Regions from separate parts of the Mus musculus genome. Here region 2 is linked to region 1. A link is a contact called in public Hi-C data. All regions are on one chromosome and are shown on one strand. Each heading gives the region's core, a stretch centred on a gene start, on an enhancer-like site or on the middle of the called end of the contact. The rest is flanking DNA. Distances are from core to core; before and after follow the strand shown.

Region 1 (6,001 bases), core at 2,356-4,855:
TGTGTGAGTTTGGGGTGAGGGTGTGTGTGTGTATGTGTGTGTATCTTTAAATGTTTTGTGTGTGTGTGTGTTTGTGGGGAGTGTGTGTATCTGTGTATGGGTTGTGTGTGTTTGGGGTAAGTGTGTATGTGTGTGTATTGTAAGTGTTTGTGATGGCAATGAGTGTGTGTGTATCTGTGTATGGGTTGTGTGTGGGTGTGTGGAGTGAGGGTATGTGTTTGGGGTAAAGGTGGGGGTGTATGTGTGTAACTGTGTATGGGCTGTGTGTGTTTGAGGGGTGTGTGTGTGTGTGTGTGTGTGTGTGTGTGTGTGTGTGTGTATTTGTATATGGCCTGTACATGTTTGGTATAGAAGGTGATGATGGGGGTGGAGATTAAGGTAGGGCATAATGGTAAGAAAGCTCTCTAAGACCCTCCTTCTCAGACCTCCTGGTCTGGATTAGCTGCTGCCTGGCTACAGAGCATTATCATTATCACTCTCTTCTGTGCCTGTCACCAGGCCTGTGGGGACCTGCCCTTCCTTCCTTCTCTCAGTTTTCTGTTGATAGCTATGCTGGAAAAATGACATGCTGGCTGGCTACTGCCATGCTCACCAGATGCATGCTGTACCTGCTGGGGTTACTTCCTGATAGATCCTTCTGCCTGGTGCCTGCCCCCTCACAGGGGCTGGTCTACTTCTGGGACAGGGTCTTTCTCAGTCTGTTTTGTCTCTGTGCAGGCCACTGAGTTACCTCTTTCTGTGAAGACTCTCCCCTGCTCCCCCCCCCAACCCCCCCCCCCATCCCAGAACAGAATTCATCCTCGAACACTGCTGCAATCCTTAGCTCTGAATTGATGCTCATTCAAGATAAGCTATAGTTAAGCTTCCTGGACTACCTGTCCCAGAACCTTCTAATAAGACCTTCGTTCTTCCAAACTTTAGATGTGTGCTTAAGTCATCAGAACATGCTCTTCCAAAGTAAAGATGCTACCAGAAACCCAAACAAGTTTGTTAAGTAAATTCACTCTTAGAAGGAGAAACTGGCCAACAGAATAACAACAATGATCATCAAAACAGGGGACCAGTATTTTCAAAGTGCTTTACAGTCAGCAATTTTGCTGGCTTCTCATTTCCTGTACAAAGACTTTTGTGACTTGTGGAAAGCCACATAGCAAGACTCTGGGGGACAGGACTCAAAGATCCAGGTTGACTTCAAAGCCCATGCTCCTCCCAAAATGCTTCCTACAAGCTTCTGTCAAGTGACCTGCTGGGACATTTGAAAATCTCAAGCAGAAATTCCCCTGGTTGGCATTATCCATTCTCTAAGAACAAGCATCTTCAAGCAGAAACCTAAAACAGTGAAAATCAAGACCCAAGGATTTCTGTATTCTCTTTAGCAGTAGCAATTCTTTAGTTCTTTTTCCTTACAACATATGAAAAATTGTAATTCCTAGGGGGTGAAAGGGTTATGAGACTTTCGATGAAGAAGCCAAATGGTCTAGGCAAAGGAACCCCTGCTACGTACTCTTCCTCCATCAAGAACAAAGTTAGGAACAGGTTCGTTTTCATATCCTTTCTCTTGTAGGGCAGCAAGACTCTTATCTTAAACATAGCCTCCCTCTTCTACAACAAAACTAAACACATGACACATAAACTCTTTATCCATCTTATATCTAGTACAAGAACTGAGCTCGGACATTTTAAGACTTTGGTTTATTGAGAACAATGAAAACACGGGAGAAAATAGTTTTCTGTTGACACCGGAGTCTGTAGAACAACAGAACTTTGTGTTCTAGCCTAAATTTCATATTTGTGACTCGATTATAAAAAGGTATAAATTATATAAACAGTAAAGTCAAGAACAGGAAATTATCATTTTGCTGAACAGGCCATACCTCTGGTTAACAGACTTGCTGCCCTCTGCCTTGAAAAAACATTTTGTTCCCAGGTCTTGGGGACAATGAGCCACATCCATTACACGTCTGGGTAGTGTTGTTCTCGGGGAGTAAGAAAACAACTCGTGTAAAGGCCAGAGCTATCCATTTATATGTACAATAGGTTGATGACTCCTTTTTCCTGAGAAATATTTGTCTGATTCATGTATGCATCAGAAACCATGCCAGATTAAAACACAGCCTTGCTTTCGTTTTCTACAGAACAGTCGCTGCTTCCACTAAATGATTCAAAGCTCCCATGATTCAAAGCTTTTCCTGGCTTCCCTCTGAATGGAGGACATATTTCGGCTCCTTTCCATGGTGTAGGAGACCTTGCCTTTGATGCAATGGCTTCATTGATCACCCCTTCATGCCATGCTTTAGGCAAACTGGCCAGCCCCACCTTCTGTGAAGATACGAGGTTCCATCTCTCCCTAACTCTCCTCATGGCTGAAAATGTCTCTCTCCACCTGAGGATCATCTTTCCTCAGAAAACTAAAAAATAGAAAGGCTTTCTGATCAAGCTGGACCACTCGGGGCTCTGTCCAAGGGGATCAGCCAGCTCCCCGTAAAGATACCTGCACATCCGTGTTTATCATAACCCCCTTCACAACAGCCGGGCTTGAGGAATGAGCCTCCTTGTCTATCTGCAAATTAATGGGTAAAGATAGCCATTGTGATACACACACACACACAATGGGACTTTTTACAGCTGAGAAAAATAATAACATCATGTCATTTGCATGAAAAAATAGATAGAATGTATCATGTTAACGGAAACAGCCCAGTCTCACAAAGACAGGAGTCACATGGGTTCTCTCACATATGAAGTTCAGGGGAAGGAAATGGATCGTGGAAGTGAAAGGGAGAGGAACATGGGTATGGAGGGGGGATAAGAAAGAATAATAGAAGCAGATATGATCAAAATGCATTAAATGCTCTGATGGAAATGTCATATTGAAACCCATTGCCTGCAACAGTCTATACATGATGATGATGATGATGATAATAAATAAATAAATAAATAAATGGGGGAACTGCAACAATCCCCACCCCCAAATAAAAATATCTGCTCCTAGAAGATGCTTCTTTTTCTAAAGTTTCATCTCTTCCATTACTTTCCAACCCCCTCTTTATGAACAGTGTTTATCACTTCTGGACACACGTTTGTTGATGTTTCCTTTTTTACTGTTTGTTTCTCCTTCCAGAAAAATCTTTGCGTGAATCGGTTTCCAGAACCCGGTACCCTGAACCCAGTTTCTCCATAAACACTCAGGATGTCACTTACAAGGCAAGTGGATTTGATCTCCTCCTTGTATGTTGGAAAACTTGCAGGGCTTCAAGGTGCTACAGTTGGTAAGGAGGGGACCAAGCTTTTCTCATTAAGTCCCTCTCGATTCAGATGTTTCTCTCGCACGCACGCACAAAATTTAAGTCAGGAAGGAGATTATCTCATCTCAAATACTGAAGAAAGTAAAACGAACACTTGTTCCGACTACACTGGAGGGAGTCTAATAAACGCAAGGCCTCCCACTCATCCAACGGATTCCTTCGAATGGTTGGGATCGGTTGAGCCTTTTTCTACAGAGCTGCGGGAGAAAGGAAGCTTCATGTGTCCGCCCAGCAAAGCGCTGGAGTGCCTCACCCCTGAGACGCTTTCTCCCTCCCGCCATGTTGTCTAAGGAGCGCCCCACCCCTCACCCCCTACCCCGTAGCCTCCTATCGCTTTCTAGGCCGTTCTATTCTATTCTTTCCTTGCGGCATTTAGGCATTTATCTCTTTCTAAGCGTATCCTTGTTAAGGTTTCCATAGTCATTGTCTAATTAGGTGGAGGTGAAATATAACTTTGTGGGAGCAGGACCCCACCCCTACCCCCACCTGCCTATACACTGAAACACATGGGAAATCCCCAGGGGTTGAGTCTAGGAAAGGATGAGGTCTCTGCTCTGTAGAAGTTAGTACTTAGCCCTTGACTATGCTAATCTGCTTGGCTGATTGAACTTTTTTTTTTTTCATCTATCAGCCCTGCTTACGGATCTGAGTATCAGGAAGGCTTAAGATGAAATAATTTGCTGAACTCATTCACAAGCATTTAATACTACTAAACCAATGGGTGCTGGTGCTCACGTAGTAGGGACAGTATAGAGACAGAGATAGCCGAGGAGGATAAACAAAAGAGAGTGTAAGCCAGCGGAACATGGGCACTGAGAAGCAACCACGTCGGTGGTAAGAGAGTGCCAGAAGGTGGTTGCAGTGGATACCGAGAAAGTTTAAATTTTCCAAATAAATAAATAAATAAATAAATAAATAAATAAATAACAGATTGGCCAATGGGGGTAAATGTCAAAAAGAATCTCCATTTTTAAAAGGCTAGACAAATACCCACCGGATTCGGCAGCTGAAAGTTTTAAAGAGCAATTTTAGGTGAGTAATGGAAATAGATGGCTGATTGAGAGGGACTGGAAATGGACTTTTACAAGGCAAGTAATTAAAGAGAGTTAAGGCAATGCCCCTGAGAGGTTCAGGTTGAAGACAGAAAGACAGGCTCATCCCTAAGAAGGGGCTTCTAGACAAAGCCTCATAATTGGGCTCACAATTGGACTCTCATAATCGATGCAGTTCATTGTATGCCAATTACACTGCAATAAAGGAACATTTTCAAGAGCACGCCTTAGAGCTTCCTAAGATATTAGAGTACATTCTCAGTTGAGAATCGTGTTTCACTTTCATTATGCTACATGAAGGCATTCCCAATACATGAATGAGAAAAAAAATCTAATATGAGGAAAAGCCCAAAACACATAAATCCACACTCTGGGTACAAAAAAAAAGAATTTAACAAGGGCAACAGGAACAAGAATGTGTGCTTAAGGTAGGGGACCAGAGAAAGGCACTGGGGTCATGGCTAGGATATATGTGTATACACACACACACACATATTGGTTACACTTCTTGCAGACTCTAGACATTGGCCAGGTTTATGATCCGATCCACAGCAAGGCAAAAAAAGCTAAACAAAGACCTCCAGGACAAGCTCAAAGAATTGCCTGGACAGATGAATGTCTACAGTGCCATCAAAACTTCACTTAGGGTCATAATGAAAAACCATGTAGACATGAGACAGTGGGTGGAAGAGAAGGGAGAGTTAGATAGAAATTAAGAACCCATTCTACCTGGGTCTTATGAATTGAAGCAAATAAGACACCAAATTTCCACAATGGTTGAGAAACTCAAAGACAAGGCAGACAAGAGAGGTACTAACTTGGTAGATGCGCTTATTCAAAACACAACCATGTAGAGTTTTCTCGACAGTGCCTAAATACTAATGGATTCAATGCTGTATGTCTTCTCAAAGAGTATTTTCTCATCCTGTATTAAAATAATTAGAGCGTTGAGCAGCGTGCCAGGGTGTTCGTTCCTCCCACCTCTACCCCACCTCGACTTTTGTGTTTTCATCTAAGCAATGCAGGAGAGGTAGAAAGACTTTCCTTTGACTTGTCTGACTTTCCATAACATTCTTCAGAGAAGTAGACTTGTCTGTGACTGAAAATAGAACAGGGTGAAGAAGGGAAAGAGGAGAAGTGCCGTTTTATATCTGTTGTAATATGAATAGTCATTGTGTTAGCTACAAGAGAAAATGTAAGCACGAAGGGTGGGTGGTGTGGCTAGTTAACAACCCACTAATCACAGAATTGACCGGAGACGCTAAGGGATGTGACCCTTCGCTCCCGATCAGAAAGTTAAACACCTGCCAGAGGATTGGTAGAGTCTTTACAAGTCACCCCACCTGACCTCAGGCTGTACAAGTGAAGGGATGATCAAAGGATTATGGGATTTGAGAGATACCTCCAAGACAGCATCAGTCGTCACATGTCCACTTCTGTCTTAAATATCTATCCTTTCTCCCTAGTGAGCCTACTCCAATCTTGTCTGTTTCCCTAAAATACTAGGTAATATTTACAGGGGCCTCAGTATGAATAATCAAGTATTTCCATATCCTAAGTCATGTAATGATTGAAACAATCACTAATCTAATCTATGTATGGTTATAGGTCCTAATCTATTGATGGATCGAACAGCTATGACAC
Region 2 (6,001 bases), core at 2,215-4,714, 290 kb before region 1:
GGTGCCTGCCTTGAGTCCCTGTTTGGCTAGCCCTTCATGACGGACTGTAAGCTGTGAGCTGAAATAAACTCTTTCCTTTCCAAGTTGCTTTCAGTCGCAGTGTTGTCTTACAGCATAAAAACCCAAGAAAGTCTTGAAACATCTCAAAGGGAGCGGTTGAACTCCTGTTGTCAGTTTGGAAACGTGATCCCCCACATTCCCAGGGAGCAGATATAAGAGACTAGGGAAGGGAAATGAAGTCAGAGATAGGCTTCTCCAGCTGCCTGCGTTGGGAGGAACCAGAACTTGCTGCAGTGTCTTTTGCCGCTGCCCAGAGGGTGCTTTGCAAGGTTCTCTGCCCCAGAGGGTGCCTTACAGAGCAATCTGCCCCAGAGGGTCTCTTTCAGAGCGCTCTGCCCTAGAGGGTGCCTTTTAGAGCCATCTGCTCTCTGGATAAAGCACACTCAGTGGTTTCCATTCCAAATCTCATGGGCATCAACTCCAAAGCGTGTTTAAATTGTGCAGGTAAATACCAGACATTTCCACTAATGTCCTAAACTGAGTGTCAGGGACGAGGTGAAGAACTGCCACCTTCCACCTGCTCCAGCCTCTCAAAACTACATGGAACTGGCTATTGTAGGACCGCCTACGGTTCAGTTCAATCCCCAGAGCCCATGTTAGAAACGCTGAGTGTGGTGGCTCCAGGTTATCCTACCGCCAAGGAGGCAGAGGTAGCAAATTCTCTCCACTCCTGGGGGGCGGGGGAAGCTTCTCTGGCCAACCAACCTCATCTACTCTGAGTTCCAGAGTGGGTGACCCTGTTTCCAAAAACTAATGGCTGCCGGGTGCGCGCGCGCGCGCACACACACACACACACACACACACACACACACACACACACACACACACACACACACACACATACAGAGCTATTACCACTGTGCTTAGACAAGAAGTAGAGCTGAAAGGAATTTAAAGTCTGACCATGAATTGAACTGTGTACTAAGGAAAAGACATAGTTAAACGTTAAAATTTAAAACAATCACTTTTTTTTTTCCTTGTTCACAGTAAATTCATTTTATTCCCAAGTCCACATGCATGTCCCCGTGCCATAAGTGAAGATTCTTCAGTAAACAGAAAATGCAGGGCGACCTTAAATCTGGTCATTCTGAGCAGTGTGAACTTGAAATAACTTTCCATTGGCTGAACATCAGTTTCTTAATTTCCCAAAACAGGGATCAATAGCACCCTTCTCATGTGGTCCTTCAACATCACACGGAACAATGAATGCAGCACCATGGCTAACATCTTGATAAATGGACACTCATAACAATATTTATTAGCAATCGATCAAAAGATGGCACCAGCCCTGTGGAGAGGCCCACTATTGTTAGGGGCTGGGGAGGTTTTAGTTGTCAGGGCCAGGTCACAGAGAGAACAAAGAGAGCAACAGCTGATCGGAGTGAGTAGGGGAGCTTTTGCAGACCCCAGGGGGATTGCAGATGGTTTGGGACAGTCCAAGCCAAGTTGGGAGCTGGAGTCAGAGATGACATGGAGGTCAGAGGTCAAGTGTGCAACTTCTGATCAAAATATAGGGGACAGACACTTTGAAGCTGCAGTTCAAATCCTTGTCAGGGGTCAAAGGCAGGCAAACGGCCATGCTTGCAGATGTGGTCCCCCCCACCCCCTCAGAGGCCTCCTTGTCAGAAGGCTTATCATATAGTCCCTGTCACTCTGCCAACAAAGAGATGATGTGTCAGGTGTGGACAGCCAGCTGTCTGAGGGATCAAAGGAATGCAGCCTTGCAAATGAGCATATTATGAGAGAATGAACAGAAGTAGATGAGTGAAGGGGGCTGGTGCGTGCTTACTCCAAGAGTTATGTGCTACTCTACACATACCCGCCCCCTCCCCTCCCCCGCCTCCAAACACAGGATACTTATGGTGCTGGGCTATGTGTGTGCCCTGGTGCCTGAGTGTGGGCATGTATGTGTGTGTGAGCGTGTGTGTATTTACTCACCCCTATGTGTGTAAGCAAATCCTAGAAGTTGATGTCAATCACCCTTCACATTTTATTATTATTATTATTATTATTATTATTATTTACTATTTACTATTACAGAGGCTGAGCCTCTTACCTGTCTGGAGCTAACTTACACTGGGCTGCTGGCCATGCAGCCTAAAGGTCCAGACTGTCTGATTCCCCTGGGCTGGTTTACAGGTGCTGGTAAGGACTCCAGATTTTTACATGGATCTTGGGATCTGAACTCAATTCTTGACCTACTGAGCCATGTGTATGTCCTGACATTCGTGCCCATAATTAAGACATAACTCATTTGTTTTTATTTTTTGTTGTTGTTGTTTGTTTTTGTTTTTTGGGTCTTTTGCTTTCTTGGACCTTTCTGCCCTAGCCTGATATCTTTAAACTTGTAATGTGATGGAATTTAAAATAGGCTCCCTTGGCCTCATGCTTCTAAAGGTGCTGTGACCTAAAATGCTTTATATTGTTTTTCTTGATCTACTGATTCTTTTCCCAGCTATTCAACCATCCAGGATGCAGTCAGTTATCATTTAGCCAGAAAATGTTGACTGTGTTTCTTTACCATTCTTTTCTCAAAGGGCTGTCTGCAGGCAACGTGATAGCATACACCAAAGGCTTTGCAGAGTACACATTCAACACCAGGACCAGTAAGGTCGGTCTATTTGTTTCCCAGAATGCTGTGTTTTACAAACTGTTACATTGTTAACATAGGGACTTCACAGAGATTCCAATTTCATGGGTTTTTTCCATATGCTTAATTACTATTTCATATTTTTCTCAGTGAAATATTTCTTTATATCTTTTGCCCACATGCTACTTAAACTGGGAGCTGCTGCTGCTGCTGCTGCTGCTGCTGCTGCTTCTTCTTCTTCTTCTTCTTCTTCTTCTTCTTCTTCTTCTTCTTCTTCTTCTTCTTCTTCTTCTTCTTCTTCTTCTTCTTCTTCTTCTCCTCCTCCTCCTCCTCCTCCTCCTCCTCCTCCTTCTCTCTCTTTCTCTCTCCCTCTCTCTCTCTGTGTCTCTGTCTGTGTCTCTCTTTCTCCCTATGTTCTCAAAATTGGCTCCAAACTCACAATCTTCCCACCTCAGCCTCCACAGAGCTGAGATTACAGGTGTGCATCTCTGAACTGGTTTTGCTGTTACATTTCAAACATTCTTTATCCAGGTCTGCTGTTGACTAAGTGATTTGCAGCTACTTTCTCCACATCTTCATGTTTTTGTTTTGTTGTTGTTTTCTGTTTTCCATTCCACGACAGGCTTTCTATAGAAGAAGTAAAGGCTTACATTTTTGTTAGGTTCAATTCCCTCCCTGTTCCCTGCTTTTCTTTCTGAGACAGCATCTGGTCTCACTAAGTAGAACAGGCTGGCTTTGGAACGTAATTGTTCTGCCTCCACTCTCTGAAAGCTGGGCTTACATGAGTGTGCTGATCTGCCTGGCTCCAGGCTCTTGGTTTGCCTTTGCCGATGACTGTGAGGTTTCCTTTTGGTTTCCCATCTGACAACTCTTCACCTAAACCAAGATCTTGAAGTTTCTTTGCTATGCATCTGCCTGAAGGTTGTACAAGCTCTTGTTTTGCATACACATTTATTACGTATTTCAAGTTAATCCTTAAGCATGAGAGTTAGGCAACAGTCTGAATTTCTACCCATGGGTGTTGAGTCTCTCCAGTACCCTTGCGGAGAACGATGTCTTTGATTCAGGAGACTTGCTCAGTGCCTCAATCAAAGCTCCTGGGGCTTTTCTTTTCAAGGTTCTATTTCTGGCTTTTTTTGGTTTGTTCGATTGATCTACATGTTCTTTGACCAGCCAGTGCCACAGTCTTTTTTTTGCCTTATGACATCTTAAAATCAAGTAGATTATTTTTCTGATTTGAACGTTCTTTTTAAAATTGGTTTACTTCCCACGTTCTTATACCATTCCATGTAAAGTTTAGAAAAAAAACCTTTTCTACATCTACAGAGCTGTTGCTTGGATTTTGATAGGAATGCCATGAGATCTGTGCCTTTGTTGGTTTGGGAGAACTGACATCCTTACTGTAACGCACAATCAGGTAGTACATACGTATGTAAGCTGTGTCTCTCCATCTAATTGGGTCTCTTCTGACAGCCTTCCTCAGCATTTTGCTTTTCAGAACACGAGTTGTGCATACCCAGCAACGTTATTTTTAATAGATTGCAAATGATGTTTCAGTTTTAATCTTGGCGTTCATGAATCACATACGCAGTCCCCATTAAGTCCTTTTGCTGTACATTTTTGTAGCCTGCCAACTTGCAAAGACCACGTACAACTTCTGGGAGTATGCTGGAAATTCTGAATGTTTTCTTCTTCCTTTGTGACTCATCTGTTTTATATATTTTAAATTAAACATTTCCTCAGCGCAGGCCTAGGATGATATGAGACAGTTACACTTTTTCTGTAACCATCAAACGTATTTTAGAGAACTCAAGAGTAATATTTTGCTTCTCTTAAAAGATATTGTTTTCTTTCCCAACACTTCAAGGTCTACATTTTTATCATTTCCTTTTGGTTTGGAGACTTTTCTCAAGACACTCTTTTACAGAAGGCTTGCTGCTGGCAATTTTTCTTAGTTTTTCCTACATTTCAGAATCTCTTGATTTCCCCCCCCCCCCCCCCCGCCCATTCCTAAAGGATATGTTGCCTAGCTATACAATTCTGCATCAGTCATTTTTCCATACTTGAAAAGCATTGCAGCATTTCCTCTTGTTATCAGGTCTCCATTTTTGTCTTCTGGAAGAAAAGAATTTAGTACAGAGAAGCAGTTTGTTTTGCAAAGAAAAACAAAATATTCCATCTAAAGAGAGATTGGAGTGGGTTGCTGGGAAGCCCCCTGGGGAGCCACCCTGAGGGGTTTTTTGCATTACAGATTTTTTTTTAAGTTTTCATGAATATTTATGAGTTGGGGGTACAGTAATCCCTTTTCATGTCCCAAATCATGGTGAAACAGATCTTTTGGTGTAAATTTCTTCCGATGATTCTCCAGAGGAGGAAAAAAAAAAAAAAAAGGGAGGGGGATGCAAAACCATATGCTAAATGCTATGATATTTTTCTCCCTTGAGGATCTACTGCACACTTATGTGGCAATGGGAAAAGTCTCCTGATGCCTTAGCTTCTGAAACAGCAGGAACAGACCTACCCAAGTCTCAAGGATATTTAGCCACAAGGCCTTCCAACCTGACAGTATCCATTTCTGGTTTTCATGTATGTGAATATTTTGTTTGTGTGTTTGTACATGTCCCACTTGAGTTCCTTGTGCCCAGGGAGGTCACAAGTCAAATCTCATGGAACTGGGATTGACATCCCAGTTGTGGTTGGGAGCCAGTATGTGGATGCTGGGACCCAAACCTGGGTCCTCTGCAAGAGAACACATGCTCTTAACTGATAAGCCCTCTCTCCAGCCCCATGCCATGTCACGCTATGTTTTGTGGCTTTTAATATGAGAAATCCAGGATTTTCCATGCATGTCTTTTCTCTTACAGGTAAAGTGTTGTTTCTTGCACTGTTTTCTAGATGTTATCTGTGTTTACTTAAAAGTTTGAGTGTAATTTACCTTGATGTGGCTTTGCATTTAGAGGGTTTCAGATTAACACAGCCTTGAGACCTTGTGTCTTTTGCGAATTTCAGATGTTTAGATGTTTGTATCCATTATATTTGGTGCTTTTTCACTCCCAAACTTTCTCCTCTGCTTCGAACACTTTACTCACAAAAACATTAGGGCATTCGTCCAGTCTCAGGTTTCTGAGATTCTGTTTGTTTTATTTCCAACCTAGAGTACCTTTGTTGTTTATGGGTTTCCTGATCGTTGTCATTCAGTTTTTCTTTAAAAATAGATGTACACTAAACAGACAAAAGAAAAATACTTCAAGATTTAATCATTTTTAATGAATAAGATTAGGAAACATTACCCTTTATTGCAGAAGTCGGCCCAGTAGTCTTGCCAATGCATAGATAGGTTTTGAAACTTTT

What was found. Hi-C and Micro-C count contacts between places; a contact is called where the count stands out from the background.
Region 2: a Hi-C map of Th17 cells shows a contact between it and region 1, with 2.4 times the contacts expected there. The contact joins the enhancer-like site here to the promoter of 4930459C07Rik in region 1. A contact is called at or near these places in 2 of 15 datasets of contacts at CTCF or cohesin (the NIH/3T3 cell line and pro-B cells), 9 of 484 Hi-C or Micro-C datasets (Th17 cells, bone marrow-derived macrophages, cerebellar granule neurons and 6 more), 3 of 115 datasets of contacts at active chromatin or transcription factors (a beta-TC-6 cell line, memory CD8 T cells and regulatory T cells) and 1 of 9 other capture datasets (embryonic stem cells).

What each region holds. Positions count from the first base shown.
Region 1 is chr10:96,223,811-96,229,811 of GRCm38.p6, reverse strand. It overlaps 4930459C07Rik (RIKEN cDNA 4930459C07 gene), which reads right to left and starts at 3,605. Exons shown (of 3, transcript NR_110448.1): 1 at 3,202-3,605. Gm40747 (a long non-coding RNA gene) reads left to right here. Exons shown (of 3, transcript XR_001779846.2): 3 at 3,122-3,480.
Region 2 is chr10:96,517,009-96,523,009 of GRCm38.p6, reverse strand. No RefSeq gene overlaps it. Among named protein-coding and RNA genes, the nearest start is that of Gm33843, 79 kb to the left of the region's middle. Within about 2 kb of position 3,464, at least 8 of the 459 cell types and tissues checked have an H3K27ac peak or open chromatin away from gene starts, as enhancers often do. A contact at or near this core is called in Th17 cells, memory CD8 T cells and regulatory T cells, where this site is marked.